Regions from separate parts of the Gossypium raimondii genome. Here region 2 is linked to region 1. Evidence: chromatin contacts called from public Hi-C data. All regions are on one chromosome and are shown on one strand. The core of a region is the stretch at or near the end of the contact, and the rest is flanking DNA. Distances in the headings are between cores, read along the strand shown.

The links. Hi-C and Micro-C count contacts between places; a contact is called where the count stands out from the background.
Region 2: a contact with region 1 is called in a Hi-C map of leaf, with 3 times the contacts expected there. The contact joins the promoter of LOC105780229 here to the enhancer-like site in region 1. A contact is called at or near these places in 2 of 2 Hi-C or Micro-C datasets (both in leaf).

Annotation. Positions count from the first base shown.
Region 1 is chr4:36,166,858-36,172,259 of ASM2569854v1, reverse strand. No RefSeq gene overlaps it. Among protein-coding and RNA genes, the nearest start is that of LOC128040703, 7.6 kb to the right of the region's middle. Within about 2 kb of position 1,884, the one cell type or tissue checked has open chromatin away from gene starts, as enhancers often do. A contact at or near this core is called in leaf, where this site is marked.
Region 2 is chr4:36,336,634-36,342,697 of ASM2569854v1, reverse strand. It overlaps LOC105780229 (pentatricopeptide repeat-containing protein At5g14080), which reads right to left and starts at 3,731. Exons shown (of 2, transcript XM_012604430.2): 1 at 1,904-3,731; 2 at 1,130-1,820. The coding sequence starts at 3,557. The coding sequence ends at 1,543. It overlaps LOC105780231 (ACT domain-containing protein ACR6), which reads right to left. Exons shown (of 7, transcript XM_012604431.2): 2 at 5,997-6,042; 3 at 5,764-5,878; 4 at 5,621-5,688; 5 at 4,943-5,548; 6 at 4,566-4,670; 7 at 3,816-4,424. The coding sequence ends at 4,080.

The DNA of each region.
Region 1 (5,402 bases), core at 635-3,134:
TGTAAAACCACTGCATTTAAAAACACAACTACATTAAATTATTTTATCAAATTTGCATCCGAATTGAAAATGTGTATTTAAAAGTAAAAGAAAAACTGAAACTATAGTAGAGAGATTAAATTTGCCAAAAAAATTCAGACTACAATATAATTTTATAGAATTTGAGCACTTTGTTTATTTGTGGAGAAGAGCACTTCCTTTGGGCTGTGAAGATAACTATGGTTAGAATGGGTATATGTGTATGTTAGGGATCGCATTGCTTGTCAGACGTGCTTCCTATCATGTAGACAAAGGGGACCTCCCCTCTTTGAAAGCTTAGCTTAACTGTGGAAAGAAAATTATCAAAACCAACCTCACATGAATTCAAAGATTGAATGGTAAGGTAAAACATCTAATTTTTTATTTCTTTATTATTATCTTTTAACACTTAATGTTCCTATTAAGAATTGTGATAAGCTTGGATCTTTGTTTGTTTTTTTAATAATTTTCCATTCCTACTCCAATCCTTATCAAAAGTTTTGTTTCTTCCCCCCATTTGAATGCCAAGCTCTCACCAACATAGCAATTCGTTTTGGTAAATAATTCCAAGGGCCTAATAATTCGAAAGCAAATAAACAAATATTTATAGCTATTTGGTTGGCATGCAATGCATACAAAGTGTAATTTTTTATTGTCTTTTTTTAAGCATTTAGCAAAGGCATGATGATCTAAATTGGAAATTAAATACCCATAGTAGCAAACTTTCAAGTGAAAGTTGATAGGCCTCTAGCTAGTTTATTTCTTCATCGAATTAATATCTCTTGTACAATACTGCTATTAAGTTGTACTATACTGCAACTTGGTGCTGGGTTATTCATCAACGTGAAGGAAAGTTGCAGCACATAATTAGAAAATGGAGAGGCCCCCACCAATTGATGAGCACCAAAAAAGCCAGAATCTCTTACGTACCAAATGCCTCTTTTTGATAAGATATACATGGACCTAACCATTATCCTTGCATACCATCTACACATTTGAGCAATATATCAACTATCCCTTTCTCTTTTGATTTTATATTTTGTTTTTTTCTCTACAAAAGACAGCAATTTAAAAGATAAAAGCAAAAGGTTATAGATATTACTTATTAAAATAATTGTATAAATTAGTTTGGAATTTTTCTATTCATTTTTTTTCTTTCTTCTTTACTACTACCAATAATTTCATTTTGAAACAATGTCATATTGGTTGCATATACATAAATTCCATTGATCTGATGGGTAGAGGAAAAAAATTTGAGTGAACGATGAGATTGGACGAGTTGTGAAAATTGATTATAACGCAGAAAATGGATCGCGGGGCCACTTTGTGAGAATGACAATCTATGTGAATCGGGAAGTTCGGTTGAAGCCAAAGATCAGAATTGATGGCACTCTCCAAAGAGTGGAATATGAGGCTTTACCAAACGTTTGCTTTGGATGTGGTAGATACGATCATGTCCAAGACGTTTGTCCGTCGTTAGGGGGCCGTGATAAGGGAAGAGAAGATGATTCACGGAAGAATTTTGATACGGCGGAGTTGAACTGCAGAGTAGAGAAGTTTGGGTCTTGGATGCTTGTGGGAAGGAAGCAAAGACGAAAAGCTCGTAATGGAAGAGAGCAAAACACATGATTAGATGCCGAAATTTCATGAGGGTCAAGATTTTCAGTTTTAGTTAGAACCCAAAATCAGGGAGCAATTGATGAAGTCGCCGATCACGAAAAAAATATCTCAAGTTTTAATGCAAAAAGATAGTAACGTCACTAGTGTGAACGCATGTTTCGCTTTTAAGGGAAAGTCAGATGGGTTAAGCAAGAAACTAGGAGACCGGGCCAAAGGGAAAGGGGTATTATTTAGTGGGCCAAATAAACCTGTTATGGTCCTTATGCCTATGAATATTAATAGGGCCAACCCATCTGTAGTCCAAGAGAATGTGGGATTTGATGGTGGATCACCGATAGGAGCTCATACATCTACAATTGGTAATGTCTTTACCAATTTGGAACCATAGCTGTTGAAACTAGCCTAGGCAAGGAGGAAAACCATGTGATACGGTTTGGTGAGAATATTTGTCATACCCCAAAAACAAGGTTAGAAGATATTGAGTTGTGTTTGGGTGTGAGATTCTAGGTTTGATTCATTTTCTTTAAAATTTTAGTTATTTTTGTCTTACCTTTGAACCTTAAGCATCCGGCTTATGTTTTATTTTTGCGCAAATGACAAAAAGAATGAACTTGTTGGTTCAGTGGTAAGACTTTAGTTTACCTTTAAGTCTTGTGATTAAATTCTTGCATAAGTAAAACAAAATTAAATTTTTAGTTCCTGGCATTACGCTGCCTTATGTCAGTTATTGAGTTAAATTCAAACTTTGGGAAAAACTGAATAAAATTTGTTGGTTAGTTATTTTCATCTATTATTATTTTATTTAATTTTTGAATTTTCCATTCCCCAAAAACAAATTGTTTGTTTTGCCCCACGTTTCCTTCACCCTATTATTATTCTTTGTCTTTTCTTTTATTTTTTATCTCTTTCACGTTTTCCCCTTTCGGCTTTCTTGTTTTTTCTTATATCGTCTCTTCTTTTATTCCCTTGGATTTTCTACCTTTTTTCCCTATTACTTTCAATTTTTTTCACCCTCTTGCTAATTAGTTCATGAGAACTGTGCGAGGTAAGTATTTTGGGGTTAGATTCGTCTGTTTGTTGTGGAGTTTTTGCGATTATGGAGTAAGTTTGCTATTTTCTTTGTGTAACGCGATTTTTTTTCTCTGAAACCTTTGGTTTAGGTGATGTTTCTTTAACTAATAGTCTTCCGAACAATTAAGGGATTATTAAGAATGCCCCTACCATTTTGGGTGAGTAATTAAATGCTCGAAAGGCTTATTTCCAGTTTATTAAGGCCTAAGGTTAGGGGGTTGTGCCAAATTAGTAGATTTGATTTAGTGTTTTGTTCCTAAAATGTTCTTTTTAAATATCTGTTTTAGGTTTTGGCATCTTTGTCAAAGTGCTAGCATTGGAAAACGACTAGGTGTGTAACGAAAACTCGAGAAAATAGTGATCGACGAAAGCCGAAATTGGGATTGTTGATGCCAAATGGTCGTGTAACGGGCCATGTGAGTCACATGGTCTAAGCTATTTGGGCCATGTAAGCCACACAGGCGTGTATGAGACCGTGTGCCAGGCCGTGTGGGCCACACGACCATATGGGCCCATTTTTAAAAATTTCCATTTTGACTTGATTTGATCCGTGAATCATAATTAGCCTCTCCATAGGGTCCATACCGCTTAAATAAGACTTGAAAACAAGGTATCTGTAAATATCTTTCTGTTAAGAATATGAATGCATGTTCAACATGCTTATCATTCTGTTTTAGTTTATGCATGACATGTCACATTGCATGGGGTTGGGATATTATGATATGGAGGAAGTTCTGGCAGTTTAATGATCTACATTAGCTGGTGGTTTATCCACATTTCTATCTGACAGCTTGTCTGCATTTATGGTGGCTTGATTGCAATATAGTGACTTGTCCACATATATCCAATTTGGCAGTTTTTAACTGCAACCTCTAGTGACATTGACCATAACTATTCTGTTGGTGTGATGGGATGGACGAGTCTGGGGAACTCTATTTGGTGTGTAGCGGAGTTGGGTAGGATATTTTTTGAAGAAAATATGCATTACGTTTTCTGAAAAATATTGCATTGGCATAAGCAAGCATTCTCAGTTTGCTCACATTATTGTTATAAAATTCTCTGTGATTCTGTTAATTTTTGGTTGTTTTATTTGAGTTTGTTGCACACTAAGCTTTATAGCTCACCCCTTTGTTTAATCTTTGACTTTTTAGGTAATCTTTAGACTTAGACCGAACGGTGTGCAGGAGCTCGGATTGATTCTCGATTTATAAAATTAGATAATTTATGTTTTTAATTATTTTGGACTGTAAATTTGTTTAGACTTTATTTTTGGTTTTTATTCTATTTGTTTGTTTTTGAGTATTTTAGCATGAAACTGCAAAACCTCACGGGTTAACAATTTAAAATCCAGTTTCCAAAATTAAAACTCTGGAAAATTTTTCGCTGTAAAATTAAGTAACCCCTAAAGAGTTTTTCTATCAATAAACAAATAGTTTTAACGAGTGTTTGTCTTTAAGCTGGAAATGATTTGCTAAAATTAATGTTTTTAAAACACGATTGTGAATTCAAATTTTGGGTTTGAGTTAACTGATTCTGGGTTTAAGTTTTTTAAACATTTTTAGAAGTTTTGCCAATTTTAACACTTTTGAAAATGCACACTAAGTTTTATTAAACCAAAAGTTTTAAACAAGCTGATGTAATTTCTCAAAATCCAGTCATGACGTCTAGGCTGGGTTTGGGGTGTTTCAACATTCGACTTGGAGATAGCCAACAAGTTATGGGTTAGGATCGCTCAGGTGGTTAACACCTTCCAAAGCTTCAAAGATAGAAAAATAAATTAAAAACATTACCTTGGATGAAGATGCTCTACTTTCTAGTGTCTCGGGGCTAAGACATTAGTCTCGCAAATCGTGCGACCTTAGGAGATTTTTTTGCTCTGAATCTGCCTAAGTCAGACTAACTCTCACAAAAGATTCTCGTATAAATTCTCTAAGGAATCGAAATATAGCAAAAGCAAACTCAAAATGAAATAGCAACAAAAAACAAAAACAAAAAACCAAATGAAAAATAGCGCATACAAAGTGTTTGAGTAAATGCTCTCAAATATATTCACAAGTATGAATGGAATGATTACAAATGAGGGGAAAGACCTTTATTTATAGTTGAGCTCCCTCAAAACCAATGGTATATATTGAGTTACATCGATGGTCATGTAACACTCTAAATCATAATAACCGAATTGGGGTCATAGAGTATTACGATAACATTTCAAACATTTAACATTATTTACAAACTATATTTAATCATAATTACAACTAATCAAATCACATTGCATTCATAATTAAACATATGCTTATGGGCCTTAAACCGAGTTAACGGAGCCCAAAAAACAAGTTTGGAAACATTCAGGGGTCAATTCAGAACAAAACAGAAAAGTTAGGAAAAAAGTTGAAAATTTCAAAAATAGGGGACACACGGCTGTGTTTCACAACCCAGACCATGTGGACATTCGAAGTCCAGACACACGACCGTGTCGCAGGCCATGTGCCTGCCCGTGTGTGCATTCAATGTTGGGTCACATGATCGTGTCGCAGGTTGTGTCCCAGATCGTATGTGTCTTGCATCTAAAAACATTAAGACACACAGTCGTGTGGATAGACCGTGTGTGACACACGATCGTGTGACAGCCCGTGTGCACCAAAATTTGCTTCTAAAACAAGACAATTTTTACACTTATCTTGGTTCACAAGCCA
Region 2 (6,064 bases), core at 2,482-4,981, 170 kb before region 1:
GGCATTTTAACTGCAACTGTGGTGACATTGTCCACAATTATCTATTGGTGTATTTTTGGATAGACTAGTTTTGAGGAACTCTTTTTGGTGTGTAGCGGAGTTGGGTAGGAAGTTTTTTGAAAAATTTGCATATGTTTTCTAAAAATATCGTATTGACATAAGCATGCATTCACAATTTTGCCATTTGAATTTGGTGAAATTCTCTGTGATGTTTTGATTTGTTTATTATGTTATCTGTGTTTTTATTTGAGTTAAGTTAGACACTAAGCTTTTTAGCTCACCCCTTCATTTCACCATTTCAGGTAATCGACAGAATTAGGAAAGGATGACATTTCGGAACTCGGACTGATTTTCTCGCATATGATGGTTTAAATTACTAAAAATTAAATTTTCAGGACTTTTGATTTTTGAACTAATTTTTGGATTTAATTTTGGTTTTGGGTTTTTGTGGTGGTTTTTGTTATTTAATTAAAGATTTTTGCATGTTTTCTGTAAACTAAAATAAATGCTTGGGTTTCAAAATTAAACAAGCTAAGGTTTCTCGCTGCAAATTTGAAATGGGTTTTACGAAAGTTAATAACAAAAGTTTCAGAATATGTACAATCGACAAAGTTATACGTTTTCATTTATCGAAATTACGTTTTTCAAATTATTAACTCCAAAATCTTCACTGAAACACAACGTATCAAATTAAATGCTTTTCCGTAAAATAAATAGGTTTTGCGTATGATTTTCTAATAAAGAAAAACATGTAAAAGTATTTTCAAAAAATAATATTTTTAGATCACACGATTTCCAAAATTAGATTTTAATTTGGGTTTTCAAACGGGAAGCGTAATATCTTAAGATCTAGCCATAACATTTAGGCTGGGTGCGCTGTTACAGATCTGTTACCTCTCAAATGACAGCTCGACGTGATAATTAAAATAGATTTTAAATGCCAACGTGAATGTCATGAGAAAAGTTAAATTTCTTTTTGAAAATAGAATACAAAATTTTATCCTAAAACCCAATTTTTTTCAGTTTAAAAACAAGCAACAATTGTGGTTTTTTTTTTTTTTTGTTACCATTAGAAAGGAGAAGAGAAGAGAAGAAGAAAACACATAGAAAAGAAAAGAAGAAGAAGAGATGAAAACATCAACCTCTAAGCCTGCTTGTCATTGTTGGTTGCTTATAATATACAAATAAACAAATATGAAACATATCCTTTTTATTTGTCACGTATACAAAAAAAAACATGTAACTAAGTCAAACAAAATTAACTATTTCAATAATTTACCCTAAAATAAGTTCCGACTGCAAATGAACATTTGGATATCTACAACAATACAGAAAAGGAAGAGAAAATAACAAAGGAAAATGATGGGGAGGAAAAATGATTGAATACCTGAAGGCAAAATTCTTAAGAAAACTGCTGACAATAAGAATAAATAAGAGTAAAAAGCTATCAAGCAGTATCTCTCTTATGGATTTGCTCCCTACCCCTTTTTGAGTTCTATTTTACGATTAAGTGGGGGGTTCCATAGCATATACTTGCTCTTGCTAGTAAATTTTGCAACCAACCGGACCTTCCTCCTGTATTGCTTGAAGCAACTGCTCAGTAGAGTTTGGTCCCGAAGTAGAAGAAACAGAGGCAGCAAGCTTGCTGAATATAACTTGCAAAATTGAAGGTGAGGTACCTCGAACCCGTTGTATGTGTTTAATCGCTAATTGAATCTCTTTAGCATCAGCTAACCATTTCAGCATAACGACATGGGTATCTGAATGAGCTATATCAGAATTTAGAACACACAGCAACTTAGAAGCAACAGGAAACTGACCTGCAAGAACCATACCATGTTTGTTAAACCATGTTAATTTCTAAATGAATATGTAACCTGTATGATAAGGTTTGGAACATTACCTTTTCTGCAGAGATGTATGACAAAAGTGCCCAATATTGTTTGTGCAAGCCTCACATCCTGTTCAACAGATTTATTGAAGATTTCAAAAGCGGATTTAAAATCTGATTCTTGACAAAGTCCTTCGAGAAGAGCTGTATATGTTGTAGCATCCGGTGTTACCCCTTTCTCTGCCATATGACGAAAAAGGCGCGTAGCCTCTTCAACTTCCCCTATCTGTGAGAGCTTTCCAATGAGGATATTGTATGTACTCAAGTTTCCTGGGCACCCACTTGCAAACATCTCATCCCACAGCCTTTTGGCAGGACGCACCAAATCTTCTTTACAACATGCTTCCATAAGATGATTGTAAAACAAGACATTTGGGCTTAACCCTTTTGTCTTCATCTCCTGAAGAACCTTATAAGCCTCCCTTAATCTCCCAGCCCTGCAGAAGAATGAAACCATCACATTGTAACTCTCCAAATCCGAGAAATAACCATGTGAAAACAAAACCTGGTAAACTTCCCATAATTCATCACCCTTGCTACGCTTGCATAAATTCTTACTCAAATTACTCAAGGTTGACAAAGTGGGTAATCTCCCTTTCCCAACCATGAAATTCAAAAACATGATTGCTGAACCAGGATCAATCCTGGAAACTGATCCTATCAATGCATTCAAAACATCATCTTCAATAGGAAAATTCCCACTCACAATGGCTTCACCTAAATCCCTTGCTTCACTTATCCGCCTCTCCAGGATCAGCCCTAAGATAAACTCTCTATAGTCATTACTCCTTGGAGCCACACCTAGCTTTCTCTTCTTCTTCAAAACCAACTCCCTCTCAACCACATTGTTGGTCATTCTGAACGCTTCTGCTACAATGCTATAAGCTATAAAATCAGGCTTGCAACCCCTGCTCCTCAACTCATCCAATGCCCAAAAAGCCTCTGATTCTCTTGATGAGAAACAAAGTCCATGAACTACCAAAACTGCGATGATTGATCCATTAACATCCCAAGAACTTCCTTTTTTCACTTCATCTAACAAACTCAAAACTTTACTCAATTCACCATTTTTACAGGTACTCCAAATAAACAAACCAAGCCCAATTGTATTAAAAACAATACCTTTCTGAAACATTTCATCAAACACTTTCTGGGACTCAACAAAGTAACCATCTGAAACTGAAGTAGCCAAAAGTGAGTTACATAATTCAGATCCCAGCTCTGCACTCAAAGAGTTCACTTCATTAAAAACCCAGATTGCGTTCTGGGTTTTCTTTCCTTTGATCAAAGAACTAATTATAAAGCGATAAACCGAGGGGTCAAGAGAGAGTTTCTGAGCTTTGACTTGCTTTAAGAGGGCTTCAATGGCATTAAATTGGCGGGAAGACGAGAGAGATTTGAGAATTGACTGATAAGATATTGAATCATGGGAAAATCCAGGTTTCCGAGAGGCCCAGTTGAAGAAGCCGAGAGCAAGAGAATAGTGAGTGAAGGGGAAGGAGTCGATGACACGAGCGACAAGTGACGGAGTCAGCGACTCACGACAACCAAGTCGGAGAAGGGTCTGTTCGAGAGACGGAGTCCAAGTCGGATTTGGGGTTGCATGGTTGGATGCGGAGATCAATGCTCGGCCTATTCTAGTTGTTAAGTCAGTCACTGTTCTCATGACTGGATCAGAAAAGAGTTACGAGACAGCTAAAGACATGGGGGCAAATGCTATATGGGAGAAAGATGATTGATCGATCGATCGATCGATCGATCCTGATAATAGACTAATAATCGTTTTATCATTGGAAAACAATCATCCCTTTATACAAAAACTCAGGAATACTGTCTTGGTGCGAGGCGCCTTTTGAGAATAAAATCCCTTTATAAACCATCCGGTTTGCATTAGAGTTGATTTTAAAATATTTTCACACCATGCTTCTATACAAACTTCTAGCCATGTTTTTATTAAACTATACAAATGTTACTTACAATAGACAGTGAAGATATACAAATACCAGCAGTAACTTTTACAGTGTAGTGACTGGCTGATGTTTTTTCTTTTCCTTTGCAGTATCAGGGCATTGGTAACCAAGCAAGGGAGAAGCTAAATATTTACAGTGTTTTCCCCCTATGTATATCTTTTGGTTTAATATCTGATATTCCTGTACAAATATATCTACTTAAAAGAGGAGGAGATGTCTCAAGAGTAAGATCTGATTAACTTGAAATTCTGAAAAGTTCGAGCTTTGAATAGATTTCCAAAGAAATGACCCATTGTTGTCTCCTGATGAGGTAGTTTTGGTGCAAGACTTGAGTTACATTTCACCTGTAATGCGGTATGTCCAATCTGTGCACGGATAGAATCGATGATCTTGGGATCAACTGGATTTCCTGTCACATCTGTGACATAGAAGGTATCCTTGGCCTTGCCACCTTTTGTTGAAATTAATGCTCTCCTGATACACAAGCTGTTTTCCCGGAATATGCGGGTGATGTCAGACAGGAGTCCAAGTCTGTCGTCTGTGCACAATTCTAGTTCCAGCCCCTGTACCATGAAAATGATGAGGGTATTGTAATATCATGAAACCATGCTTACCATAATCATTTTTCTTGGTTTCTTTTGGTTTTATTTATTCCATGTGTGTGTGTGTACATGTCGTGTTGTGCCAAGCTGGTTTTTTTATACCTCAGATGCCCTCCTCTCAATGGCTGCTTCTAGACATTGAATAACACGAACACGCTCAGCTTCCGAGCTAATGGGGAGCCCATCTACATGTCTGATGTAGAATTCCTACAACGAAACATAAGTTCTGTTTAGTGGGAAATAGGGGAAAAAACAGTTTATCACTGTTAAGATGCAATCGCAAGCAATAACAACTTGTGCTTAACTGAGTAGAATTCCAATACAAATTGGATTACAACGTCAGCATCAATCTTACGCTAGTGGTTTCAATAGCATCAACTTGTCAACTGTTAAAGTTGACCATTGGCTAATAGTGACTATAATAAAAAGGGTTTGCTATTGTCATTTTTTTACCAGCTACTTCACTGTAACCAACTCACCTGATAAGCTTCGATCCTTCCTGTGTTCACCATTCCATGAAAAACAACATATTGCATATCTGTGAGAGTGCAGACTATATCAAACAATAGTTTCGGCCTATCTTTTGACCTCATGGTAACAACAGTGTAATCTTTCTCGATATTCAACAGAGTGACTTGAGGTCTTGAACTCCCTTCCTCTACCGCCCTAACTCCTGCCTTCTCGACCCTTTCATAGTCCCTGTCTGCGAACATGATTTGATGCAACCTTCTCTCCCTGTGCATAACACCTGGAGCTGAAAGCGTTGTTTTCGCAGTTTTCAAGTCATCACTTCCTTTGAGAACATTACAAAGCAATTCCTTTATCATTGAGAGACGTTTTGGATCACTGATTGCGCAGCTCATTGAATCATCTGTCACATGAACTACAGCAGCTGCCCTAGCATTATGGGTCCATATCTCAGCATTTACAACATTGCAATGGAGGTCCGCAAGAACTGCACATACTTCAGATAATAGACCAGGCCTATCAGTGCCAGCAAGTTCAATCGATGTATGCTCTTCTGCAGGCATCACGCCTACGGAGCCTCTCCGTGACGGCACAAAGCCAGCACTAGTTTCAATTCTCTGCAAAACAGACTATATAAGATAAGCCAGTAGTTAAATTCATTGAACAATAAGGATGAGGTAAGTTCTTACACTCTGAATATAGTCCATAACTTCCTTATCTCTAATTTTGTTGCCATCATTGTCAACAACATTAAAGACTGAAACATACAAGTAACTGGTTAACCCGGGATTTAACATACAATTCAAGCAGGTTTTAAGAAAAAAACCCTTACCATCCATAAACCATCCTCCATCAGATGATATGTATGCCTTTGTTATTGTAAGATTCATATCTGTAAGCACTTGGACAACTTCCAGGAGAATCCCATGTTTGTTGACACTGTCAACCTAACCAGCAAAATTCATATTTAAACCATTATAGATAGGTTGATAAACAGAGATCTAAGGAACTAATTAGCCACATAAGATAACCTAATTACAGCAAAGGCAGAGGCAAGAAGCTTACCTGGATAACAGTGGCATCCTCACAAGCATTGTTGTCAATCACAACTCTGCAACAAAAATAAGCATACA